3 separate regions of the Mus musculus genome follow, and regions 2 and 3 are each linked to region 1. The links are chromatin contacts, called in public ChIA-PET maps. All regions are on one chromosome and are shown on one strand. The core of a region is the stretch at or near the end of the contact, and the rest is flanking DNA. Distances in the headings are between cores, read along the strand shown.

Region 1 (4,783 bases), core at 937-3,436:
ATCTCCAAAAAATGAAAGTCCAGGGCTTGTCTAATGCCCTCTGAACTGAAAGCTGAGCGTTGCCTTTCATAAACAGATTGCTTGCAATCTGAGCCATTACAATCATGTGTCCCCTCTGCTGCAACAAAAGCCTAAATTCTGGCCTAAGCAAGAGTTGGTCGGTAGCTGCCACTCCTATCACTCTTGTACAAGAATGGGCTCTCAGAACCTAAGAATACTTTTACTTTGCCAAGTGCCTTCCAAACCATGTGTCCCATGATGTTTCTGTAAGTATCTTCAGTCTTTCATCTGACATGCAACCTCTTCCAGGATGGCCTGAAAACTGAAGTTTCCCCTCCTGAAACCTTTATTCTACCTTGTTTTGAAGCCATGTTGTGTGGTTTTCCAAAGCATGACAGCCAAAGTTATGCTTTAAATTTAATTACTGTGTCAAAGAGATCTGTGAAACAAGAATGCCTCTGTGAAACAAGACACATGTTTTCACTTCCCTACACAGATTTGTTTGCCCCAACTACATAGGATGTGCTTGGTCACATGTAGGCAGGAGGTACGTATGTGGGAAACATGTCAACATGTATGCTTGCCTGATTGGATGCAGGCAGGAATTATATCAGGAAGCATAATTCCCCCTGATTGGACACAAAGGGAAATATGGTGGCCTTATGGGGCTACTCATTTAAGCTTCTGTGAAATTTGCCATTCTTTTGTGCATCCAGGAATAGACCTGGCCAGAGTTCATCCTGACAGTATCAAAGCTTGCTTCCAATTTGATTCAAAGTTATGATAGCCATCTTATTCTCACCCAGGTAGAGTAACACAAGGCCAGAATGTTCTAGATTTCTGTATGAACAATTCTGCCAATATTATAGCTGGAAACTGAGATGCGGGGTATTCAGGGAAGGGGGGACCCTTTAATAGCATTCTTCCAGAGCTGCTTTGGGGTAAGTAGGTGTAGCAATGTTCTGTTCCCTGTGCACCTCATCTCCCAAGAGTTACACTTTACTGTGGAGCTGGGCTTTCAGGTCTCAGGAGTTCCAGTCAGACACTGGATAGTATAGTGATAGTTCAGCTCTCCCTGTGTGCACTCCTCTGGGTCTCCAAGAAGGAACTGAACCAGCAACATATAGACATTGGATTCCCATGCACACATTAGCTTTGAGGTGCTTCTGCAAAGTCTTGTTACTTAGAGTCCTGTAAAATCATCCCAAAGTTTCTTATTCTAGATCGAAGTAGAAATGGAGACATGGCTAAAATGTGGGGCACTAAAAGACCCCAAAGGCTAACCTCAGGCATGGCCTCACATTACTCTTGTGAGTCATACCCACCCCAGCTTCATACCAGCCTATCCCTGTGTATGTGAACTAAAGGATGAGAAAGAGGCAAGCAGACTCTCTGCTGGGAGACCTGTCAGGGTAGAGGCTCACCTCAGGTCCCCAAGTCCCTCAGAGAAAGTGCTCCCAGAAGGAGGAACAGAGAGAACTTGATATATCCTAATGATCCATGAGGGGCCTCCTAGAAAGACTCACTGGAGGTGACAGCTCATCACTACTTATCATATCTGCACCTCAGAAGGGAGGACCACATCTTTGTCTTCATGCCCTGGTGGCCACTGCTGCAGCTTCCTCCTGCCTTTGACTTCTAGGCTGGGATGACAAGTCTTCAGAGACCCAAGTCTTGCTCTGACCCAATGTCTATGGAGTTGGGGGATGTCCTCAATCCTGGGTCTGAGAAATCTTGTCCTGGCCACATTCCTGGGTCTCCTGCTGGCCTGAGAGATACCTTGCAAGTGTTTGACCTTCCTTCCCTGCTGTCTCCTTACCCAAGTCACTTCAGCCAGGGACATGGCAACCAACCCTGGGGGGATCCCTGCTCCCCTCCTAGACACAGGAGCAAGAGAGTACAGTTTGAGTTTCTGTGGAGGGGTTTTAATTGTTTTGTTTTGTTTGTTTGTCCCATCTTTCCATAAAGAAGGCACTCTCAGGAACTGGCTCAGCTTGTCCTGGTGTACCCTTCTGCAATCCTCTAGGTCCCCTTTCTCCTCCCTGCTACAACATTCCAAAAATGATGGATGGGACAGGATCTCACAGCAGCACCCTTGAGATTAGAGAATTACTTTCGTTTTTCTTTTCCCCATCAGGGCGGAGCCCTCTCTGGTTTCTTAGTGCTTGGGCTCACTTCCTGCTCTCAGATGTGGCCCAAGGCAAACACACAGAAGCCTGTGCAGATACCAAGGGATCAGAGCTCACTGTCCCAGGCCCCAGGCAGCTGTGGAAGATGGAAGGGAGCGACGGCAGCCCCAGGTGAGTCTTTTTCCCTCTGTAACCTTTTCCTCTGACAACACGGTTGATTTTATGTCTTGAATTAGTGACCCAAGCTTCAGTCAGTTCAAACCGCCTGACATGAAGTAGCTTTGGCCTATAATGAGAGGGGATAGATTTGGGGGTGATGAGGTGAAGAGACAGAGAGAGAGAGAGAGAGAGAGAGAGAGAGAGAGAGAGAGAGAGAGAAAGAGAGAGAGGGAGAGACAGACAGACACAGAGAGAGAAAGAGAGAGAACATCAGCATACCTGAACACTTGAGTTTGATATCCGCTGCCGAGAGAGACAAGCTTGCCAGATTGTACACAAGTCATAACTGTCTTTATGACCACTGCTCAGCTGTCAGAGGGAGACTTTGGCCACAGCTGACAGGGACTCCTGTGGCATGGTTCTGTTATTATCTTGTGACCCAAGCGGTCTCAGTCCCTCTGCCTCTCTCTGCATTAGAGCAGGACTCCTGCAGGAAAGTCACCTCAGGGAAGAAGTCCAAATAGCAGACGATGCTGGGTAAACAGTTGGCACCCGCTGCCCTGTTTCTCCTACCTGTCTGGCAGGACTTGTCACCAAGAAAGCTGTGCCCAGGCTCACTCCTGGTTTAAGCTCTCACTGTCAGACCTCGATCCAAGGAAGACAAAAGACAAGAAAGGGCCTTGATTGCAAAGGTCAGGGCAAGCCACATATTTCTATTTCCCTTTAGTTTTCTGTTCTAGGTGGATGTTAGCTCTGGCAGGAAACAGTAGAATTCTGTTTGCTCCAGTAACTCAGATGCGCTACTATGCATAAATAATGTTGGGCAGTGTTTTTGTTAGTACGAAGGACGTAATACATTTTTTTTTTCAGTACTGCAGATGAACCTCGGACTTTGAATATGCCTGATTATATATCTCTATTTATTTTTTAGAACTTTGACTCAAGGTTTTGCTAAGTTACTCACACCAGTGTGGAACTCATTGTATAGGTTAGGCTGACCTTGAACTTGTGAGCCTCTGAGTGACTGAGGTTACAGGCCTAGACCACCAGGACCATTTCATAATAAAATGTGGTTTATAAGCTTTCAAACTTGTGGAAATATAGAAAGGATAAGACCCCTCAGCTGCCCCCATATACTTAGCCCACTCCTTGGGCTCAATCTTCCTTATATTATTTATTTTTTATTTTAAGGCACGGTCTCTTGATCTTTTTTATTATGTTGTCCAGGCTGACCTGAAACTTGCTATGTAAACCTGCCTGGACTTGGACTTACAATAGAGATCCATCTGCCTCTGCCTCCCAAGTACAGGGATTAAAGGTGTACAATACCATACCTGGGTCTTTCTTATTGTCTACAAAATATTTATTGGGTCTCGCGCGTGCGTGCATGCGTGCGTGCGTGTGTGTGTGTGTGTGTGTGTGTGTGTGTGTGTGTGTGTAAGAGAGAGAGAGAAAAGAGTGTGTACACTATTAGGGAATGTGCCTTTGGAGGACAGAAGAGGATGTCAGGTCCCCTGTAGTTGGAGTTATAGATGGCTATGAGCTGACAGACTGGGAGCTGAACTCCAGTCCTTTTGAAGAACAATCTTTGCTCTTAACTGCTGACCTATCTCTCCAGCCCCTTTATCTTTCCAAATGCATTTCATGTATAATTTGTTTTCGTTAATGCATATTTTCATTTTGTAATGGTGTGAGGTGTTTTCAGCCTTAGCCTGTTTTAAAGAGTAGAAGCCTTGGCGAGGTCCTCCGTGTAATGAGGGTACACTTACTTTACTCTTTTTCACAGCTCCCTGCCATTCAGAGCACTTGTATATGAACCAAGAAACGTATCATTCAATGTCATGCTTATTTATGTGTGCACACGTGCAGCAGCTTTGCGTGTGTCATGGAGTCAGGGGGCAAAATAGAGGAGGTGGTACCTCCCTTCTTCCGTGTGGCTTCTGGGATCCGAGCCAAGTCATCAGGCTGGGTTGCTGGCTCCTTTTCCACTGCGCCAGCTTGCCAGTCCTTTCCACGAGTTTTAAACCAGTTTAAACCAGTCTCCTTTTGATGAACTTTCGCTCACTACCATAGTTGACTGTCACCCACAAGCTGTGGGAACGTTGGCCGTATAATGCATTATGCTTATTGACTAGTATTTTGTCTTGAATCAAAGATATAATCAGGGGACTACCGAGACAAAGGGCGTTACTTGCTTTATAGACGTTGCCAAATGGCTGCTGAGGAGGCAAAGTCTATGCATTTCCCTGCCAGTAGCTACTGAGGTGAGGCGTCTTCCTCTCTCAGCCCAAGTACACAAAGGCAATAGAGATGTGTGCTGTTTTGCAGTCTCTCTATTAAGCAGGAAATGGGTTGCGTTTCTTATGCACTGGCCCTTCAGCTCCCTCTCCAGCACTGGTCTGTTTTCAATATCTTTAGTCAGGTGTTCATTTATTTTTTAACAGATTTAATTCATTTATTTTTCTTGTATAAAAACCCCTATGTGGTTTTTATAT
Region 2 (4,783 bases), core at 821-3,320, 51 kb before region 1:
AACATGTAGAGCTAGAAAGCTGGTAATATTTAGACACTGAAAAATCACTCACAACACTTTGACGCAAGCAGACAACACATGAATAAAATCAGGAAGGATATGAAAAATAGGATTGGTCAAAGTCAACGCTTGGTTTTATGACCCCATTTCATTCTTCAGGATGGACCTGGGTCTTCTTATGGAATGTTTCTAAAAATCGACTGCTTCTGGATCATGAGAAAATAACCAGTGAGTTATAACAGAAAACTTCCAGGTGGCAAACTGTTGTAAGAAGGCAGGCCCTAGTAAACCTTTTGATCACAGAGGGGGCGCTTTTGTTGTTGATTGGCAGTAGTGGGGATGGAGTCCAGGACCTGTGCATCTTAGGCAAGTGCCCTATCCCTGAGCTGCATCCCAGCTAGCAACACAGTTCTGTTTATTTGTTTGCTAATCTTAAACACAAAGAAGGCAAAGGTCCCCCTTTCCTCTTTTTTAAAACAGAATATTAAATATTAAAGAGTATTTCCAAAGAGTATTTCCAGGAATTTAATCCCAGCATCACATTGAGTAGACTTGTCTGTCCCTTTCTTCTTCTTTCCCAATCTCTTAAACTTAGCAAAAAAAATGTTGAGGAGAAAACAAAAAGAAGCCGACTTCACAGTAGGACTGTAGAGCAGGGAGATGTGTCACAGATCATCCAGTCCTGAGGGAATCCTGGCAGACTGGGGACAGGTGGGAGGGAAAGCTGTTGAGGCTACTTGTGGGGGAGGGGAGGGGAGGCAGCAAGAACATGTGCTCTGGGTTCTGCTTAGGATGGCAGCAGCACTCAGACCTACGCTGCTGTGGCAACTTTGCCATTTGCCGCCTGCCACAGTTTCCGAAGATGGAAGTCAGATCTACAGAGGTTAAGTACCTGTGCCAAGGACACCAATCTACAGTAGAGTGTGTCTGTCTCTGATATTTTGTTTCTCACTGTGCAAGATATGGTATCTCAAGCCTGAGGAAATGGTGCAAGCCTTTAATGCCAGCACTGGAGGCAAAGGCAGTTGGAGGCCATCCTGATATATATAGTTCCAGGACACTCAGGGCTACACAGAAATTCTGTCTTGAAGAGGGGAAAAAAGATCCTGTGTCTCAGCTGCCTGCATGCAGGTTTTTATTATGTTAAGGGCCTTACAAATAAATTAGGGAAAGACAAACACCCATTAGGAAAGACAAAGCCCCAAACAATCAATAAAATGAGCATCATATACAATGAATGCATAATTAAGCTGGGAAAAGGCAGACAAGTCGAAGGACTTGACAGTGCATAGTACTATCAAAGTGACCAGGAGACAAAACAATAGTCACAGTCCCTGATAGGGTAGAAGTGAAAAGCATTTCAAGTGTTCTGTGACTTATTTGGAATCAGGGTCACCAGCTGTAAAAATTACATTTCCCTTGAATTTTCACGCACAGTAATGTATTTCAGTGAAATGACCATGGACTAAAACCAAAAAAAGCAAACATACAAAAACCATCCATACCCCCGCTAGAGAGAAGTAAGGGCGCCCCTTACTTTCTCTTTCCCAATAGCTCCATAATTAGGCAAGTGTTGGAAGATGATAACGGCACCGCCCACCGTGGACACTTGCGAGGTCCAACCTCGGGAATAGGCACTGGACACTGTCCCCAAAGTCTGTTTCAGAAAAAGAGTTGTGTGTATAAGCCCTCACTGCCCTCCCCTCCCCTCCCCTTCCTCCCTCTTATCCACCTCCACTCCAGGGTCCGAGCCAGGATCCGGAGCCATGCTCGAGTCTCTGGACAAGATTACTTAGCAAAGAGAGAACCTGGGGAGTCTAGGGTACAGCAGACAAAAGCTGACCCCAAGAATCAGGAATCTAGTTGCAGAGCCCAAGAGCAGAACGCACCTGGATGCTGAGGGCTGCCACGGGTTCTCCCGAGTTCTCCCAGGTCACTGCCTGGATTAGTTAAGGGGTTCCTGGATCCTTCCTGGAAAAGCCTGACAGCCCAGTCTGGACCCGAAGTTATGCTGCCTTGGAAGTCCCGCGGGGAGTCAGGCTTCAAGAAAAGAAAAATGAAAGTGATCTCAGCACACTGAGCAGGAAGCCAGCCAGCCACACCAATTCCGCCCTCCACTCCTCCACCCCTGCCTTGTGCGGTTCCCCAGCGTGGTTAGCATTATGGGTTTCAGGGGCACTTGCTGGGAATCCAGATCTGCCTGGAGTGGAGTGAGAGGCAGGGAGGCAAAGGATTAACACTGGAGAACATGGGAAGGGTGTGTCCACTGTCCCCTTCCTAACCTGGGGATCTATTCCCCCAGTGGTCTCATTGTAACCTTTAGGAAGTATTCTCAAACTGCATTGGGGTGAAGGTTATCCTGAAAAAAATTGCTAGAAGTTATTAAATTAACAACAACAACAACAACAACAACAACAACAACCAGAGCTGGCATCTTTGAAATGTCTAGAATTTGTCAGGATCACTATGTGAGAAAATTGAAATAAAACAAAAGGCAACCAAGTGACTCTCGAAAGAGTCTGAGCTAGGGTCTCTGAGTGTTCAACTGAGAAGAGTTCTATGTAACCCCGTCTAATATTTCCCAAATGTATTTGATCCACAAGACACCCCAATTCCCCACCCCCAGGATACCCACGAGGCCTCTGGGACTTTAGATTTGAACCAAGGCTAGCCCACACAGGACAGAGCTTCTCTGTACTTCCTATGGAGACACCGACGGTAGAATTTGCAGCCAAGTACAGTTAGAACAGTAGGCTTGGCCCAGAGTGTCCCAGGGATGGGGACTGAGTGTGTGTGTGTGTGTGTGTGTGTGTGTGTGTGTGTGTGTGTAGAGGCTTGGCCCAGAGTGTCTCAGGGATGGGGACTGAGTGTGCATTAATGCTTGTGTGTGTGTGTGTGTGTGTGTGTGTGTGTGTGTGTGAGAGAGAGAGAGTCTGCACAAGAATCACAAGCATGCTTATGTGTCAGAAAATTACCCTACCCTCGAGAAACCTCTAAAGCAAGAAAAGTTATTACATCAGACAGATATGAATAAGGGCAAAGATTTCATTTGGAGTCACACATACTAGGACTACAGTAATGATGGTAAAACCTCACCTGGTATTTCACACCACGTGAGAGCTCATTAGACTTATACGTTTAACACAGTTTTAAAGATGCATTTACCTAAAGTGATGATTTTGGTGAACTTTACCAAATATAATCATGCCACAGTGATCACACAGGCCAAGTCCTCTGCCCTCCTAAAATCCCCTTGTTCTTGGCAGAAAACCCCCTCTCAGATTCCAGCCCCAGAGAACCACAGATCATCGGTTACACAGCTAAGTTTGACCGGCGCAGAAATGCCATATAAATGAAGACATAAAGTGTACTTTTTTTTTGGTGTATGGCTTTGTTTGCATCCCTGTACTCTTGGGACCTGTTCCTGCAGGTCAGTAATTTGTACCTCTTCAGCAGAGGTCTGAGCCTGGAGCCCTGGACAGGCCCTCGTCCCTAGCCACCTTGTCTCTGCCTCTGTTTTGCCTGTTATTTCCAGGCTTCTGTTGGTTGCTTTTGTTTTATTTGCATCTTTACGCCTGTTTCTTTACCTTTCCACTTCAGGCTGGTTTTCTAACTTACAGAATGAGAATGAGCATTCCAGATAAGAGCAACAGTTGTGCAGAGTAAATGTAAGGCACCCATTCTTCAAAAATGATACTGTCCCCGACTGGCTATAGCCTCGGCTGTGATCCACTTCCGAATTCTGTGAGATGCCTCTTGTTCTCAAGACCATGGTGAAATTGCTGAAGCCCTGTGTTGCCTCGCTGTCAGTGTCACACCTTAGCAAGCGGCTCTGCCTGGATTCTCTGCACTTGCCTTTGGTTGGTTGGAGGTGTGTGGGCGGGGTTGGGGGCGGTCTCTTGCTCTAGCTACCTTCAGAAGCTTCAAAAACTTTATGAAGCCACACCCGACTTTTCCTACTCTGCTGCTCAATTATCAGGTCCCAGCTTCTCTGGTTCTGACTTACTAGGGTGCCAGGACAGTTCCAAGTCTGAGAGACTGCAGACAATCTAACTCTTCCTGGTCTTTCCAGGCACCGCCCCCGCTTAGGGTTAAGGGACCACTTCCTTCCTATCCTAACAGCCAGCTGGCCTTAGACAGCTCTGAGCCCTTCCCTGAAACAGACCCTTCCACCTTCTTTCCTTAGAAGGCAGCAGGCGTCCCAGGTTTCTGGGGACTTGGGCTGTCTTTGCTCCTCCCCTCTGGGGCAGAGACTGGGGGTGGAGGGCAGTGCCTTAGTGCAGTGTTGTCATAGTTAAGCAATTTCACTTTCCTTTTTCTCCTCTTTGGAGGCCCCTGAAGGAGTTCTCTCTGGGCTTCCCAGAGACTCAGAGGGGGTTCGGTCTACCCTGAACAGGGTCCCTTGGAGTCTGTGTAGGGGATGGCAGGAGGCTACAATGAACTCAGCAGCAGGTAAGTCCCATTCTCTCTTGTCCCTTGTCTCTGCTAAGATCTGCCTTTAAATGTGTTACTAGGGCCGCCCAGGCTGGGTCCAAGGCCCACAGATATTTGAGACAGTGATCTCATAAGGAAAAGAAGAACTGGGTTTAGTTGGATTCCGAGGTAACAAGGGCCAGGTGGCAGCATTGAATCGCCGGAGACAAGGTGATTCTAGTTATTATAATGGACAGCGGAGACAAAAGAATGTTTATAATAACATACCCAGTAATGCTCAGCACAGGAGAGGTGAAATTTATAAAGGCATGACTCGGTTGGACATTTTCTTTGGCAGAGGCAACTCTAA
Region 3 (4,783 bases), core at 667-3,166, 37 kb after region 1:
TGATGTGGTCAGTTGTAATGCTCACTGTGAGGCTCAGCCACAGTAGTCATTCTGTGAATGAGTGAGTGAATGAATGAATGAATGAATGAAGACAGAAAAAAAGACAACCATAAAAAAGAAGGAACAGAGGCAACAATTTTGTATACTAAATATCCAGAAATGACTAACAGAGAAATAAAGGGGAACAGTAAATCAGAGCACTGTGGACAAAAAGCAGCACAGGAGTTGGACAACATGAGAATGTCGTCGGGTTGGTGCAGAGGCAGAGCAACAGCCAGGAAGTGTAGCAGGATGAGGCATGGTCTGTTGGATGGGGGTATAGTTACTAGGAAGCTATGTAATTTTTTCTCAGATCATTTGAGTGCCGAACATTCTGCAGGAACATGCTCAGGGTGTTCCTTGGTCACACCACCTCCAGTCCTCAGTCTATCACTTTCATCATATCTGATAAATCCAAACCTCTTCAATGAACACAGGAAGAGAGTTGGAAGGGATACAGTCTATTAGGGTATGGTGGAGACGTTAACTACAGTGTCTTTGTTTCCCTTGAGGGAACCAAAAAGGACTTAGCTGGGTTCCTTGATGGAGGCAGGGACTACTTGGTAGATGATGTAAGCAGAAAGAATAGGAAAGGCATACCTCTCCGTTGTCTCAGAAACATGCAGGTAAAGTCAGAGACTGACAGGTATGTGGCACAGAATTATCACAGAAAATGGCAAAAGATGATAGTGTGTTCTGTGTGAGAGGAGCTGGCCTTTGGTTGCCATGACAGCAATGACCTGTGAGGTGAAACAATGTATATGATGGAGACAGGGACAAAGACATTAACATACAAATAGCCCCCAAATCAAGATAAGAAAGAAGAAACAACTAGAATAAAGTACAAAACAGAAAGGAAGATTGTGCTGAGTGTTCTTGCAACTTGACACAAGCTGGAGTCATCTGAGAGGAGGGAACATCAATTGAGAAAATGTCTTGTCTTATTAGTGATTGATGGGAGAGGGCCCAACCTATTGTGGGTGGTACCACCCCTGAGTTGGTGGTCCTGGGTTCTATAAAAAAAGCAGGCCTGAGCAAGCTATGGGGAGCAAGCCAGCAAGCAGCATCCCTCCATGGCCTCTGCATCAGCTCCTGACTCCAGGTTTCTGCCCTGCTGGAGTTTCTGTCCCAACTTCCTTCCATGATGAATAGTGATGTGGAAGTATAAGCTGAATAGACCCTTTCCTCCCCAAGTTGTTTTTTTGTCATGGTATTTTATCACAGCAATAATAATCCTAGCTAAGACAGAGATGGAAGTTGAAACAAGGTCACCTCATCAAGAAAAGATCCAGAGACATGAGCATGGAGAAGAATAAAGTATACATAGATGATAAAGGAGCAGCCTGAAAACTGTGGGTCACATAAACTAGAGAACGTGTTAAAAAGGTGATAACAATCTATAAACAAGAGGTGGTATAAACAGGAAAGAGGCGAGAAAAGAGAAACAAGGGAGGCAAAATGAAAGGGCCGCAAAAGCATCTGGGTACAAAGGTGTGGCAGACAGCTGCCCTGGGGTTTCACTATACAGTTCCGAGGCAGCAGAGTAGCCCTGTGCCTTACCCTGATTAATTACCATAAGCTTCACCTGGGTCTCTCATCCACCCTGGGCCTCAGTCACCAGCCACAACCTAGCTGTCCTTAAAAACATAAGTCTGTTTTGTAAACACAGTGCCCGGGGCCTCTGCCCAAGGTCCTGATGTTTTTAGCCTTCTTCACTCCTGATGTCTCCCACAATGACAGAGTCAGTGTTTCTGAAACCAAGCCCATCATCTGGGTCACCACTGTTTCTAGATCTAATTAACTAAATCTGCACGTTTGAGATGATCACAATCATTTAGGAGTGGCAGGTATGAAGTGAAGAACCACAAAAGGGAAATGTATCTCAGAGGTAGAGCCATCCTTTGATATAGACACGTTGAGTGTCACTAATGTTTGGGAGTCTTTGGAGGGGGCAAAATAAAAATTCCTTGCAAAGGGCAGTTAGAAGCAGAACTAGAAGTGGCATGTGTTTGGGTCCCATGCGAGTCCCAAAAGGTATGCTGAAAGGCTAGATTGGAAACTGACAAGCATCTAACAGGGTGGACGAGTCTGCCTCAGGGTCTTAGAATAAAGGTGGCTTATAAATAGCAGGCACTGTGGCATGTGACCGTGGTTCAAAAAGAAAATCAGACTGGCTTAGCAGGAAGTGAGGGCACAGTCTCCCAGCTACAGGATGTTAGAAACCTGAAACCAACCCCCACTTCCTGCTGTAGTCAGTTGTGAGCACTTTGTATCGAGGACCAGGCCCCGTGAGTTCAGATCCCAAGACCAGTGTAAAAAGCTGAAAACCATGGTGCACACTTGCAACCCTAGGGATGGGAGCAGAAACAGCAAGATCCTGTGAGCTCACCAGCTAGTCAGTGCAATTGCAAGCTCCAGGCTCAGCTGAGAGACCTTGTGGCATAAAGTAAATCATATGAAGAGCAAGAGAGGAGGATACCTGAGACAGACACATACACGCATGTACATGCACACACACATACACACATGTACATGCACACACACATTCACACATACAATGCCCCCAGGCTTTCCCAGCAGTAATGCAAATTGCCGTAATACTTGTGACTTTTCTTTATACTTTACAGTTCTCTGACCACTATCTTTACTATACCTTAAAAAAGCAAAAGGAATGTTTTAAAAAATTATAATTTAGGGTTTTTTCAAAATATTATATTTTCATCAGATTTATTCTGCTTTTAAGTGTTCCTTCTAGACTGGTATGTATCTTTCAAGAATATATCATTATATATTAACATAGCATGTAATGACATTATTTGCATAAGTTAGATATATCTATATGTGTTTTCCTTTTCTTGCTTTGTAAAAAAAAAAAGATCACAGCTGGTCAGGGGACACAGTCTACATTTTTACACACTATTTGTTTTAACATAATAGTGCTGACTTATATACTTTTAAATGTGCACTAATTTGTCATAAATAACAGGTTTCTTTATGATCTTTTCATGTATTAATGTACTTTGATCCTATTTGCCCTTAACTGAACCGCCTTAAACCCTGCTTGAGGATCCTGTTAGCATCCGTTGCTTTGATTTTGGCATAGCAGTCATTTCTCACTGCCTGTTGTGTGTTCCTCTCTCCCTGCTCCTCTCTCTCTACTGCCTTGCAGCCGCTCTTCCACGCTGTTAACTCCTGAGCACATGTATCCCTAGGATTTCTGTCTCACTCCTTGGCTTTCTGGTGAGTTATTAATAGAATCTATTGCTATTTTCCCCACAGTGGTTCCTAGGTCTCATATTGAAGTTGTAGCCATTTCCACCTGAAGATTAAAAAAAAAAAAAAAAGATTTAAAAAAATGGTCTATATTTGATTTTAGAGTGCTTGCAAGAAACCTGACCATTTTTTAATGTTTACATCCCTAGTCCCCATGGGATTTGGCTCTTTGTATAAATGGGATACAAGAGTCAAAAAATCATCTAGGTGTGTTGGGGCACACCTTTAATTCCAGAACTTGGGAGTCAGAGTCAAGTGGATCTCTGAGTTCAAGGCCAGCCTGGTCTATGGAGTGACTTCCAGGACAACCAGGGCTACACAGAGAAACCCTGTCTTAAAAACAAATCAATAACAAAAGAATCTGTAAAACCGTTCCCTATGCTACTGCGCAGTGCTGGAGATGCTGCTTGTCTCCCTGTCCATGTCTTGGTCCCCACCCCTCACACCTTTGGCACCTGAGGGAGCGACACAAATGGACAGAGTGGAGGGCTCATAGCTACAACCACCGTGATGACTTGCTGGGAGTGGATTTTAGAATAAATTCAAGAATGTTTCCCCCTATCCATTAGTCCATTGGAATCTCTGATTAGAATTGCATTCATCTTATTAATTAATTAATTGCATTCATCAGATTGATCCAAGAACTCAGTGTTCTCCCATAAAAATATTTTTTCATTATATAATTTCTACACACTTAAAAACTGTATGTTGAATAACTATGTTTCTGTGAATATTTTTCACTGATGACCAGCATAAATTTACGTGAGACAAGATTCTCAAAATCTTTATTTGAAGCCCTTTTATTGCCTACCTTCATGACCTCTCATGAATAACACTACTACTGATTCAGCATAAAATCTTACAAGTGTTTATAGGTTATATCATGACCAGAAATCGTCAAGTAAGATAATCTGTCAGAAATAGAGGTCTCTTTGGAAATTAGCTTCATGAGAAGTACCATTAATTTCTAATTGAAAGATGCTTGCAATGACAAATTTGTCCTGGTGAACAGGGCAAATTGATAAGATTATGAGTAGGAGAGGCCCCCTACTTCACTAGAGAGCAAGAAGTAACCTCCTCACAGAATTTCTCATTTTAACACTTCATCAGATCGGATCTCTACAGTAAGACTTGTGGTGCAGAGAGTACTGTCTCCCACAGCATTCATTGGAGACTTCTCTCTCTCTCTCCTTTCTTCCTTCCTTCCCCCTCTCTCTTTCTCTCTTTCTCTCTCTCTTTCTCTCTTTCTTGTTTGTTGGTTGCTTTCTTTACTTTTTTTTAAGATAGGATTTCTCTGTGTAACAAACAGTCTTAGCTGTCCTGGAGCTTGCTTTGTAAATCAGGCTGGTCTTAAACTCACAGAGATCCACCTGTCTCTGCCACTAGAGTGCTGAGATTAAAGGTGTGTGCCACCACCACCCACCTTTTCATTTAATTCTTTTTATATTTATTTTATCAAACATATGAGATA

What was found. ChIA-PET counts read pairs in DNA pulled down with a chosen protein or histone mark.
Region 2: a contact with region 1 is called in an RNA polymerase II ChIA-PET map of memory CD8 T cells, with 44 read pairs. The contact joins the promoter of Sp110 here to the promoter of Sp100 in region 1. A contact is called at or near these places in 3 of 115 datasets of contacts at active chromatin or transcription factors (CD8 T cells, heart atrium and memory CD8 T cells) and 1 of 9 other capture datasets (liver).
Region 3: a contact with region 1 is called in an RNA polymerase II ChIA-PET map of effector CD8 T cells, with 67 read pairs. The contact joins the enhancer-like site here to the promoter of Sp100 in region 1. A contact is called at or near these places in 1 of 15 datasets of contacts at CTCF or cohesin (CD8 T cells), 1 of 484 Hi-C or Micro-C datasets (bone marrow-derived macrophages), 6 of 115 datasets of contacts at active chromatin or transcription factors (the 230-238 cell line, CD8 T cells, the HPC-7 cell line and 3 more) and 3 of 9 other capture datasets (adipose tissue, liver and pancreatic islet).

The regions. Positions count from the first base shown.
Region 1 is chr1:85,647,828-85,652,610 of GRCm38.p6, forward strand. It overlaps Sp100 (nuclear antigen Sp100), which reads left to right and starts at 2,187. Exons shown (of 22, transcript NM_001372231.1): 1 at 2,187-2,300. The coding sequence starts at 2,275.
Region 2 is chr1:85,596,740-85,601,522 of GRCm38.p6, forward strand. Sp110 (Sp110 nuclear body protein) reads right to left here and starts at 2,071. Exons shown (of 12, transcript NM_030194.1): 1 at 1,890-2,071. Sp140 (Sp140 nuclear body protein) reads left to right here and starts at 3,964. Exons shown (of 17, transcript NM_001013817.2): 1 at 3,964-4,452. The coding sequence starts at 4,421.
Region 3 is chr1:85,685,310-85,690,092 of GRCm38.p6, forward strand. The region is part of intron 11 of Sp100 (nuclear antigen Sp100); the gene reads left to right. Among named protein-coding and RNA genes, the nearest start is that of Sp100, 38 kb to the left of the region's middle. Within about 2 kb of position 1,917, at least 76 of the 459 cell types and tissues checked have an H3K27ac peak or open chromatin away from gene starts, as enhancers often do. A contact at or near this core is called in the 230-238 cell line, CD8 T cells, the HPC-7 cell line and 3 more, where this site is marked.